Regions from separate parts of the Macaca mulatta genome. Here region 2 is linked to region 1. The links are chromatin contacts, called in public Hi-C maps. All regions are on one chromosome and are shown on one strand. Each heading gives the region's core, a stretch centred on a gene start, on an enhancer-like site or on the middle of the called end of the contact. The rest is flanking DNA. Distances are from core to core; before and after follow the strand shown. Region 1 holds the start of PDHB (pyruvate dehydrogenase E1 subunit beta). Region 2 holds the start of KCTD6 (potassium channel tetramerization domain containing 6).

Region 1 (5,456 bases), core at 2,288-4,787:
TCTGGCTTCAACTTGGATTCTTTCCCGCTCCTCCGTTGTGAACAGGATTCGGAGGAGCTGTTGACAGTCATCCCAGGTTGGCTGGTGAGTAAACATGACACTGTCTAACAACGAGGTTAGATCTTTGGGATTATCGGAGAACCGAGCATTTTGGGACTTCCAATTGTATAAATCACTAGTGGAAAAAGGCCAATACATGAGACGGGAGAGCCCGGTATCATCGAGCGATCCTATTTCTCTGAGAGGCAGGGCTACGGTGGAGTCAGGGAGTCGGGAAGCTTGGTCCCGCAGTACGCGGCCTCGCGTTCGGCCGGCCGGCCCCCCCGGGTTACTTTCGCTCTCGGCTGCTTCCGCTTCTCGGTTTCCCTCTACGGAAGCACCACCCTGGGGGACTGGGTCCTGCGGGATAAGGTGCGGATATGGTGGGGGAAGTGTGGGTTCTAACGTTAGGGGGTCCTGGCTGTCCGGCAGCACAGGGGCCGAGGGAGCAGAGGGAGTCCTTTGTCTTGTAGGTCGCATTACTAGGACCTTGCAAGGCTCAAGGATGAATGGAGTTATCCAGGGCGGTGGGTCTTCCACAAGATTTTGCCACACTAGAATATAAGGAATTTGATTAGGATGTCCTGACTGCCCTGGCAGAAAAATCTTAGTTTTTACCTTAGTAATAATAGAGAGACAGAAAGTTCCTTCGGAGGGCCACCCTACGCCGAAAGAGGGCCACTCCGAACGGCAGAAAGTAACTAGCTTTCCCTTCTTTAGTTCTACGCTTAAGTTACGCCCCCGAGCCTTCACATCCTTAAAATTGGTAACAAGGAGTGAGAGCGGCGTGCTCTGGTTGTTGCCCATCTTTGGACTGCTCCTACAAAGAGAAGGAGGGACGAAAATGAGTGTGAAGCAGAGGGGAGTATCCGACAGGTCCGGTCCTGGAAGGGGAAGAAAAGGTTTTATGTTTCGTTTTGGACTTACACTTAACACTTAACAATAACGGACAGACAGTGAGAAACGATGAGCCTTCGCGAGCGCGTGTCGGACTTCCGACCTGAGTCAGACGGGGCAACCAAGGATGGAGGCCCCCAGATGGGCACTGGGGGACGTCTCCCACCAGTCCCGAGTGGCTGTCTTTTAGCGCGTCCGCCAAGACCATGCCACTTATAAAACAGACCAATACAGATTACAGATTACGGATTTCGCGAAATTTCAGGGAGACAGACAGAGACAAAGACAGAGACAGTGACAAAGCCGGCTTACCTACAGATTAAGATCCATTGACTTGGGGGTCTGGTGGGCTTGGGGGAAATCCCGGACGAGCCCCCATTTGTTATGCCCAGACCGTTTATTCCCCGAAGAAGACCACCAGAGTCCAGAGTCAAAGCTAAGCAGCAAGGATCTTTATTACAGGTTCGAACCTGGAACTCTCCCTCGCTCGTGAAACGAGACGGGCAGGAGAGCTCCCCCACTGAGCTCCGAGCAGTGTTATATAGTCTAAGAAAAGTGGGCATAGAGTTATTATACAAATCAGATATATGATTGGCTAGTGTTTGAACAAGGCGATTTGGCTATGATTGGTTCCCGCCATTTCTGATATTTTGGTTCAAACTTTGAGGCGGGAGAGCAGGTTTATGGCAGCAAGAGTTTATCTTACTTAAACACGTCTTGTGACCTTGCCTCAGAACTTACAAAATCTCTGGTATGTGCAAAACAAAATCTCTGGTACGTGCAGAAAACCAGGTACTCACAGAACTTACGAAATCTCTGGTATGTGCAAAGATTAGAGAGCAGAACAAGGGTGTAGCGGGTGGGGGGCGGGTACACATCTATCTTTGTGTCCTTTCAAGGTCATCTCCATGCAGCTGTCCCCAAATTTCTATCTCTAGTCCTGACTAGGCCCTAGGCTCCAGCCAACCTGGGTATGTCCCAGTCATCTAAAGAATAAAGGCTGGCTGCAGGGGCTCATGCCTGTAATCCCAGCACTTTAGGAGGCTGAGGCAGGTGGATCACTTGAGGTCGAGAGTTCAACACCAGCCTGGCCAACATAGTGAAAACTCATCTCTACTAAAAATAAAAAAATTAGCCAGGCATGGTGGCAGGTGCCTGTAATCCCAGCTACTCAGGAGGCTGAAGCAGGAGAATAACTTGAACCTGGGAGGCAGAGGTTGCAGTGAGCTGAGATGGCGCGACTGCACTTCAGCCTGGGTGACAGTGAGAGACTCCATCTCAAAAAACAAAAATAGACTCTTACTTCCCCAGCTCCTCGCAATTACACTGCCCCAGGCTCCTCCCTTGTCCCATCTATCCATCCAACAACGACAAAAATCCAAAATTTTCCTCAGCTCTTCCCTAGCACTTACAGCATTCCTATTGATTCTAGCCCAAATAGAACTCAAAACTGTCCCACTCCTCTCCATCTGGAAGTTGCCTCCTAGTCTGACTCTGTCGCCACCACAGACTTCCCAGCATCCGCCTGCTATGCCTTTGCCTCCACCCCTTCCCATTCCCAGTCAGCAACCTACTGATCAATTAGGGATGGCCCTAGATGCACTACTGCACTGGGTCCCAGAGACCTTAGATTATAAACCCAGACTCCTCATCACAGCCCACAAAACCCTAATTTGGAAGTTGCAAATTCCTAATTTGGCAGCCTGCAGCTGTGATCCACAGAAGGGAATGTTTGGAATGTCTCGGGGATGGGTGGAGACTGGGTCTCCAATTGTCCCATCTGACCCCCAAGGGCCAAACTAAGACTAATGAGCTTCCAGAGGTTGTCTCTATGGTCAAGTGTTAGGCATCTCCCCATAGGGCCTTCTCTAAAGTTGTTGTAACCTTCCCCCAAACAGGACCCCAACCTCTGCTTCAGGAAGCAGTGGGAAAAGACCATGCTTTAGAGTTAGTCCTAAATATCGGCTCATTTAATCAATTTCTGCTCCAGTTTACCCATCTTCAAAATGGAGATAATAATAACACTAATTACCCAAGTGGGGTACTGTGAGAATGAGCTATAAGGCACAGATCTCAATGCTTGGCTCACAGTAGGTGGTTAATGCAATCAATGAAAGCTGTGGTCTGCATTATAAGGAATTAACAGACAGCACTGTCCAGGGAAGACTAGGCTCACTCATAAAGTGTTAAGTTCCCCATCACTACAGCGTGTGCAAGCACTTCTTGGTGCCCAAAGGATTCCAGTACCCACAACAGGTTGGCCTAACTCTTAAGGTCTCTCCAGCTTCCAGAGATCATGCTCCTCAGTGTCTGACTTTTTAGTCCCCACGCTTCAAGTAACACCGACCAGGCACGTGTGCCCAGCGTGCACCCCGCAAGTCGGTCACCGCCTACTGTCAATAAAGTTGATTTGAGGCGGCTCCAGGCAGAGGTGCAGTGCCACCCATACAGCCACCTCCGCCCGGCCCCGCGGCCCCTCACCCGGTGGGCGGGGGAGGGGGGGCCGAGTCACGCAGGCGCCGCGCCTTGCCATTGGCCCGCGCCGGGGGAGGCGGGGCTTTCTCCCGTCTGCCAGCCCCTCTGTGTTGTCATTTGGCAGCGGATAGAGGACACGATCAAGATGGCGGCGGTATCTGGCTTGGTGCGGAGACCCCTTCGAGAGGTAGGCAGCAGCGCGCGGCCTGTATTCCCACGCCACCCGTGTCCACCCTGCGTCCCGCCATCATCTTCCTCTTTCCCTGCCAGGTCTCCGGGCTGCTGAAGAGGCGCTTTCACTGGACCGCCCCGGCTGCGCTGCAGGTAACAGGCGCGGGCGCTTGTCGGACGAGGGCGGGGAGGGGCCCTCTTCTCTCGGGAAGGGGGCCGGAGTCGCGCCTGCGCCGTGGCCGGCCGGCGCCGTGGGCCTGGTTTGCGGAGCCAGCATCCTCCCTGGAGCTCCTGCTGCCTCTGTCGCCGCCTGGCGCTTATCACCCCGGCGAGTCACTACCTCACAGCTGGCTGGGCAATGGGGGAAAACTAAGATTAGGCGTTTCTTCCCTCACTTCATGGTTTTTTTCCTTTAAATTGCAGCAAAATAGACCTAACTTAAAATGTACTTTTTAGAAGTGTATAATTCAGTGGCATTAAGTACATTCACCATGTTGTACAACCATTAACCACCATCCATTTCCAGAACTTTTTAATCATCCTAAACAGAAACTGTCCGTTACTCGGTAACTCCTCATTTCCCTTAACCAAAGCCGTGGTAACCCCTGTTGTACTTTTCTGTCTCTATGAGGTTACCTATTCTAGAATTTTATATAAGTGGCATAATTTGTCCTTTTGTGTCTGGCTTATCTGAGCGTAATGTCCTCAGGGTTCATCCATGTTGTAGCATGCGTCAGAGTTTGATTCCTTCCTAAGGCTGAATAATATATATATGTATGTATTTTTGAGATAGTCTCGCTCTGTCATTCAGGCTGGAGTGCAGTGGCGCGATCTGAGCTCACTGCAACCTCCACCTCCGGGGCTCAAGGGATTCTCACGCCTCACACTCCTGAGTAGCTGTGATTACAGGCGGGCGCCACCACACCCGGCTGATTTTTGTATTTTTAGTAGAGACAGGGTCTCACCATATTGCCCAGGCTGGTCTTGAACTCCTGGCCTCAAGTGATGTGCCTGCCTTGGCCTCCCAAAGTTCTAGGATTACAAGCATGAGCCACCTCGCCTAGCCCGACATTTTCTTGTTTTTGTTTGTTTGAGATGGAGTTTTGCTCTTGTTATCCAGGCTGGAGTGCAATGGCACTATCTCGGCTCGCTGCAACCTCCGCCTCCTGGGTTCAAGCAGTTCTGCCTTAGCCTCCTGAGTAGCTGGAATTACAGGCGCCCGCCACCACACCCGGCTAATTTTTTTATTTTTAGTGGAGGCCAGGTTTCACCACGTTGATCCAAACCTGCCTTGGCTTCCCAAAGTGCTGGGATTACAGGTGTGAGCCACCGTGCCTGGCCTTGTTTTGTCTATTGTGAATAATGCTGCTGTGAACATTGATGTGCAAGTATATGCTTGAATCCCTGCTTTCAGTTATTTGGGGCATATACATAGAAGTGGAATTGATGGATTGTATGTTAATTCTCCTCTCCTTCCTTTTTTTAAAAACTATATTTTACCATTCATTATATTAAAATAGCAACTCCTACATTCTGGATGCAAAGTGTTTGGCACCTAGTGAGTGCTCAGTATACTAACACATACAGTCAAAGACCAACTATGTGTGATAGAAATGTTACTTTTAGAATCCTTTGAGTTTTTAAAGAGAAACTTGTTCTAGTGTTTTTATATTGTATGCTCTGGGCAGCCTAGGTAAATATAAAGGAAGAAAATCTTAGTTGAATCTCAAACAATTCTTATTGACTGTTTTTGCATACCTGTGACAGGTGACAGTTCGTGATGCTATAAATCAGGGTATGGATGAGGAGCTGGAAAGAGATGAGAAGGTATTTCTGCTTGGAGAAGAAGTTGCCCAGTACGATGGGGCATACAA
Region 2 (5,532 bases), core at 296-2,795, 77 kb before region 1:
GGAGAACTACATACAGGTAAAGGGGAGTGTCTAGTTTTCCCAGAGATCACCCAACATCTGAGCTCCTGATCTCAGAAGGAACTTCCTTAAAGCATGACTCAGGATTATCTCCAAGGTAAAGCTGAATCCAAATACATACATGTACTCCATTTTAAATGGACCCCAAATATCAAAATCCAAACGCACCGAAGGATTCATAGGGTTCACCCTAAGATTTCTGTAAGTAGTAATGCTTTGGTTAAAATATGATTTATGAAAATTCAAATCACAAAACTTTGGGATGGCATCCGTGGCTGTCCTGACCACTCCACTCCATCGTTCATATCTAAAGCATAGCACAAAATCAAGTATCTTTATGGACTGATGGTTTTCGGCCAAAGAGAAAATTCTCTCAACCTACCAACCCTGCTGACAAAACCATTTTCCTTTTCCTAGCTACATATTTATTCATTTGAAAACATCTCAATCTTGGGCTCAGGACTGTGCTACATGCTGTCCCCAAGCTTCTCTCCTATCCCAGGATGATTCAAGTAATAGGGCATTTGTGACAGCGAAAAAAAGAACATGCCAGGGGGATATGGAAGAGATGCTTAGGCTACCCCAAATATTCTTAGCCGAGCCGGGTCATCCCAGGTCACTTTGCCACCCAAACCTCTTCTATCACAAAGTCCTAAAATTGGATCCATCAACTTGTTCTAGAACTGGTATACTTGAACAGAAACATGATAACTTCAGCAGAATATCCAAACAGGATCTCTGTCACGTTTCATTTCCCCGTCCCACCCCCAGACACAGCCTCCACCACTGACAGCCCAGCAGGTGCTGCCAGGGCTCCCCATTACCACAGCCATTTATCACCTCTGACATCAAGCATTAAAAACGCCACCACACACACAAATCTAGGCATAAAGAACTCAGCTGCAATCTGAGTGTCTCTTCAGGGTAGAAAATCCCAAAGCCAGGGTTTTGAGTCCTGGCTCACGCTTTAAACTAGGGCAATTGGTGGCTAATAAGCGCAATCTCCCAAAAACAATCATTTTCGAGCACACCCCGAATGTCTCCGTCCGGGCCGTGCTTCGCTGCTGCCCCACCAGCGAAACCCCCACAAACCCGACCCGGCCAGGGGTAGGGCGGGCGATGCTCCGGGCCCGGACGAGGGGCGCTCCGCGGAGCTCCGAACCCGGGCCCGCAGAAACCGCGCATCCCCGCGGGCGGACCCCAGAACCCCCGCCCAGGCCCCGCCGCGGGCACCTCCGCCGCCGGCTCGTGCCAGCCCCGGGACGCGCGGTCCCCTCAACGCGGCCCCGCCGCCACCGCCCGGTTCCAGGAGCCCCCGCCCAGATAATCCTCTGCCCCGCTCCCCTGGCCGCTCCGCGCAGACGTCTCCCGAAACCCGGCCCTCCCAAGCCCCGGCCCTCCCAAGCCCCGGCCCCGCAAGCCCCAAGCCAGCCCCACTCACTGCGCGGCGGCGGCGGCGGCGGCGGCAGCGGCGGCGGCCGGGCCGGGAGATGCCCGCGGCCGGAGAGCGCGAGCGCGGGGACGAGCGAGCCCGCGCCCGGCGGCGGCGGCGGCGGCGGCGGCAGAAGGGACGACTGAGCCCGCGCCCGGAGTTGCGGCTCCAGCTGCCCGGCGCGGGCGGCGCCTTCCCAGCAGAGCCGTAGCGCCACAAGCGCGGGCGCCCCCTAACGGCAGCGCGGGCGGGAAGCCAGAGAGCCGGGCGGCCTTAGGAGCGAGCGCAGCCGGAGCCGCGCGGTCAAGACCGCAAGACCGCAGCCCCGAAGCCCCGCCCTGAAGCCCCAGTCCCGCCCCTTAGGCTCAGCTCAGAAGCCCCGAAGCCCCGAAACCCCGCCCCTGCGTCCCGCCTCCGTCCGCAGCCTGGGGTCCGCCCAGCCCCAGGCCCACTGCGTCCTCAGAGCTGGTGTTTCCACAGCTGTTTCTCCTTAGTCATTTCATGAACTTGTATGGGACCCCCACTATATCTCAGGCCTGGGGGTTTAGGAGATACAGCGGCTACCAAGACGCAAGCGGGTCCTAATGAAAGGAGAAGACAGACAAGAGTCAAGGAAACAGCTAATAGACAAAATAATGACAGGTTATGATCATAAGCGTTGGGAGAGGCGTGATTAGAGGACTTAGATGGAGAAGGGAAGGGAGCCCCTGCTTCAAACGCAGTAGCCAAGGAAGACCTGGACCCCGGACCTGCGGTCGGAGCCTCTCCTGCCTGCCCTGCACTGGGGAGACAACCCTGCGATGAGGCCTGTGAAGAAGCCCCCGCGGCCACCCCTCCGGCCTGGTGGGCAGGACAGCAAAGGACAGCTGGGCCCAGAGCCTCAGCAACACGGGCAGCCAGGTGGAGAGAAGGGCAGAGCCACCTTCAGCAGACGAAACGACCCGTGCAAAGGCTCTGGGGCCTGGAGGAGCTCGGCCCTAGATGAGACTGGCGCCGGTATTGTCCCCACTTCACCAGGAAGGAAGCCAAGACTGCAGAGGATGGGCAGCTCCTAACGCCTCAGGGCTAATTGGCCTCCATCCGTCCACTCGTTCCAAGTCCCATTCGCTTCCTACTAGCCAGGCCTCTGTCCCCTTCCGTTGGGACCGGTTACCTGATGCTGGGTTTAACCTTCTCCACCAGAATAACCACTGGCCTTAGAAACTTACTTGGGTTTCACGTCTGCATGTGTGTGAGCTAGCTCTGGGGTTGAAATTATATCAGCATGATCATCACAGTTGTATCTGATACTTGATTCTTCTCCAAAGCTCAAATTGATAGGTTAAATAAATGACATATGCTTCATCAACATACCCAAGTGCTACATGATCAAATTCACAAAGACTAGGTGAGAATACAGGGAAATGTGTGTGAAAATGATCAAAATGATCAGTACACAAACTAGTATACATGATATCCTGATTTTATTTTTAAAAACATATATACAGACAAAAATGTTGAAGGATCATCGTGTTCAAGATAATAGTATGGGGATGTTAATGGCATTGCTTCTTAACATTCTTCTGAATTTTCATGCATATTGAATTTATAATCAGAAAAATACAATGAATTTTGGGGTTTTTTTGGTTTTTTTTTTTTGGCCCCCCGCCCTGCCCCACCCCGCTGGGTTTTGTTGTTGTTGTTGTTTTAATAGAAGGACAATACCAAAATTACCCAATACTCAGATCTCCAGAATTTGGTGCCACTGATAACCCAGAATTGCCTCTGACTTATTGGGTGTCCTTGGAAGAGTTATTTCCCCTCTCAGGGCTTCTATTTCCACATATAAAAACTGATGGATTAATTTTGTTATTGGTGATTTTGTCAGACCTAGTCCTTCCTATCTTAAAATTTTTATAACTATTGCTAATTGTACTTTCACTTTTGTATTTTATAATCGATAGATGGCTATTGAAATGCAGTTGGGTTTTACATAATCTTATATTCAGCAAAATTGAACTCTTTCCGTTCTAATAAGTTTGTAGGTTCTCTTGAATTTGCTGTGCAAATAATCATAGAATCTGCAAGTCGTAACAGTGTGGTATCTTCCCGTCCTTTTTTTCCTTTTTCTTGCAGTACTGTGCTGACTAAATTCTCCCACACAATGTTGAAGAGCAGTGATGGTAATGGGCATTTCTATCCTGTTCTTGACTGCTTCTAACATATCACCGTTAACTATAGTGTTTGTTGTGGATTTTTTTGATAGATATTCTTTATCAGGGTAAGGAAGCACTATTCTTCTTTACTATGAATGGGTGCTGAATTTTATCAATGTGAGATTCCCCCCATTGCAATGTAATGAATTACAACCATGGATCTTATTATATTAAACCATCCACGTGTTCCCAGGATAAACTCACCTTGATGATGTATTTTTTTAAGTCAATATATTTTTATTCAAGGAATTTCACACATCATGATGTATTTTTTTTCAATATACTGCTAGATTCCATTTGCTAATATTTCATTAGGGTTTTTGTATCCATGTGGATGACTGAGATACACTACTATTTTCCATTCTTATTCTCTCCTCGTCTGGCTTTGCTATCAAAGTTACTTGAGCTCATAACATACCTTAAGGAATGAGTGTCTATTCACTAGACTGGGATTTTCTATAGAATTTGAATGTTCTATAGGATTCTCCCGCAAACCATCTGGATCTGTTAGTTTGGAGGATTGGGGGTGGAAAGGGTTTATATTGGAAGCTGTTTGCCTCCATAGAGCTCAGGGTTGCAAGCCTGCTGGGGAAGGCTGGCTTCTGGTTTACAGCTGCCCCTGACCCTCTGCACCTCTCTTTTCCAGGTGGCCACCAAGTATCCAGGCTCTTGTGGTAAAGACACTGATCCTGGTCTGCCCCGGGCCAGGCTGACCTGGAGGAGGCTGTTTATTATTGCAGCTACACCTGTTACAGGAAAGAACCAAGCCCAGCACGGTGCTGGGAGGGCAAAGGGGGACCAGCAGTTGACACAACTGATTGGTAGGAATGAAGCCTGGAGTTCTGAGTCCCCTGCCTCTCTCCCTTCTTCTTCTCCCAACTCTCACTGCCTAGCCGACCTCAACTCCTACTTGTCAGGAAAACCTTTCCCCTTCAGTGGGAGCCCCCTGGACCTCTCCTCTGCCCTCTTTTGGATTGACCAGCATTGCGCTACCCTCCCCTCATGAGATGGCTGGGGGATTCCACCTCCTGTTCAGGTGATCCCCTCCCTGGGCTCTGGTCCATTCCTTCTCCCGCCCTTTAGCCTCTCCAGGCTCAGATCTTCCATCCCTCCCTCTCTCCAGTCCCCATCTCCCATGCCCATCAGCAGATAAACAGCCTCAGGTCTCTGTCTGACTCAAGAATTTTCAGACTTCTCCTTTGACACAGTGTCCCCCTCCCTCTCTTCCTTTGCTGTGTCCCCCACTTCTCCTAAACCCCAACCTGTAACATTCAATCTGACCTCAGGGCCCACCTCTCCATCTAAATAGGTCACCAGAATCTTCCTTGATACTAAATCCCAAAGAGGCTCCTCTGACCTACGTGGCTCAGTCTTCTCCACAGCAAGGCCTCTGCAGTGACGTCTGCCAGGGGACAGCCCCTTCCCTTGGCTTCTAGGATGAGTGTTCTCCTCGTTCTCCTCCTTCTTCTGTAGCTCCTCCTCTTAGACTTACAAAGATGCTCCTCTTGCTTTACCCCGACACTTAAATGCCCAAGTTTCTGTCCAACACCATCCCCTCCTCTCCATGTACCTCTCTCCATGGAATGACTCAGCCACCTCCATGGGTTCCTTTACTGTGTCTGAGCCAAAGGCTTCCAAATCCATGTCTCTGGGCCAGCCCTCTGTCCTGAATCCAGAGCTATAGATCTTGTCTATTCTATAGCCCCAATTGTGTACAAGGTACTGTGCCAGGTGCTTTTACCCACTGTATCAGTTACCTTTTGCCACATAACAAATAATCCCAAAAGGTAGGGTCTTAAAACAACTTCCAAGCACTTTCCTCTCCGTTTCTGTGGGTCAGGGACTTGGAAGCAGCTCAGGATCCCTCAGGAGCTTGCAGTCTAATGG

What was found. Hi-C and Micro-C count contacts between places; a contact is called where the count stands out from the background.
Region 2: a contact with region 1 is called in a Hi-C map of fetal cortical plate, with 2.5 times the contacts expected there. The contact joins the promoter of KCTD6 here to the promoter of PDHB in region 1. A contact is called at or near these places in 4 of 14 Hi-C or Micro-C datasets (CD4 T cells, fetal cortex germinal zone, fetal cortical plate and 1 more).

The regions. Positions count from the first base shown.
Region 1 is chr2:122,001,666-122,007,121 of T2T-MMU8v2.0, reverse strand. PDHB (pyruvate dehydrogenase E1 subunit beta) reads left to right here and starts at 3,537. Exons shown (of 10, transcript NM_001195394.1): 1 at 3,537-3,598; 2 at 3,682-3,735; 3 at 5,350-5,456. The coding sequence starts at 3,557.
Region 2 is chr2:122,076,209-122,081,740 of T2T-MMU8v2.0, reverse strand. It overlaps KCTD6 (potassium channel tetramerization domain containing 6), which reads right to left and starts at 1,545. Exons shown (of 3, transcript XM_015130532.3): 1 at 1,460-1,545.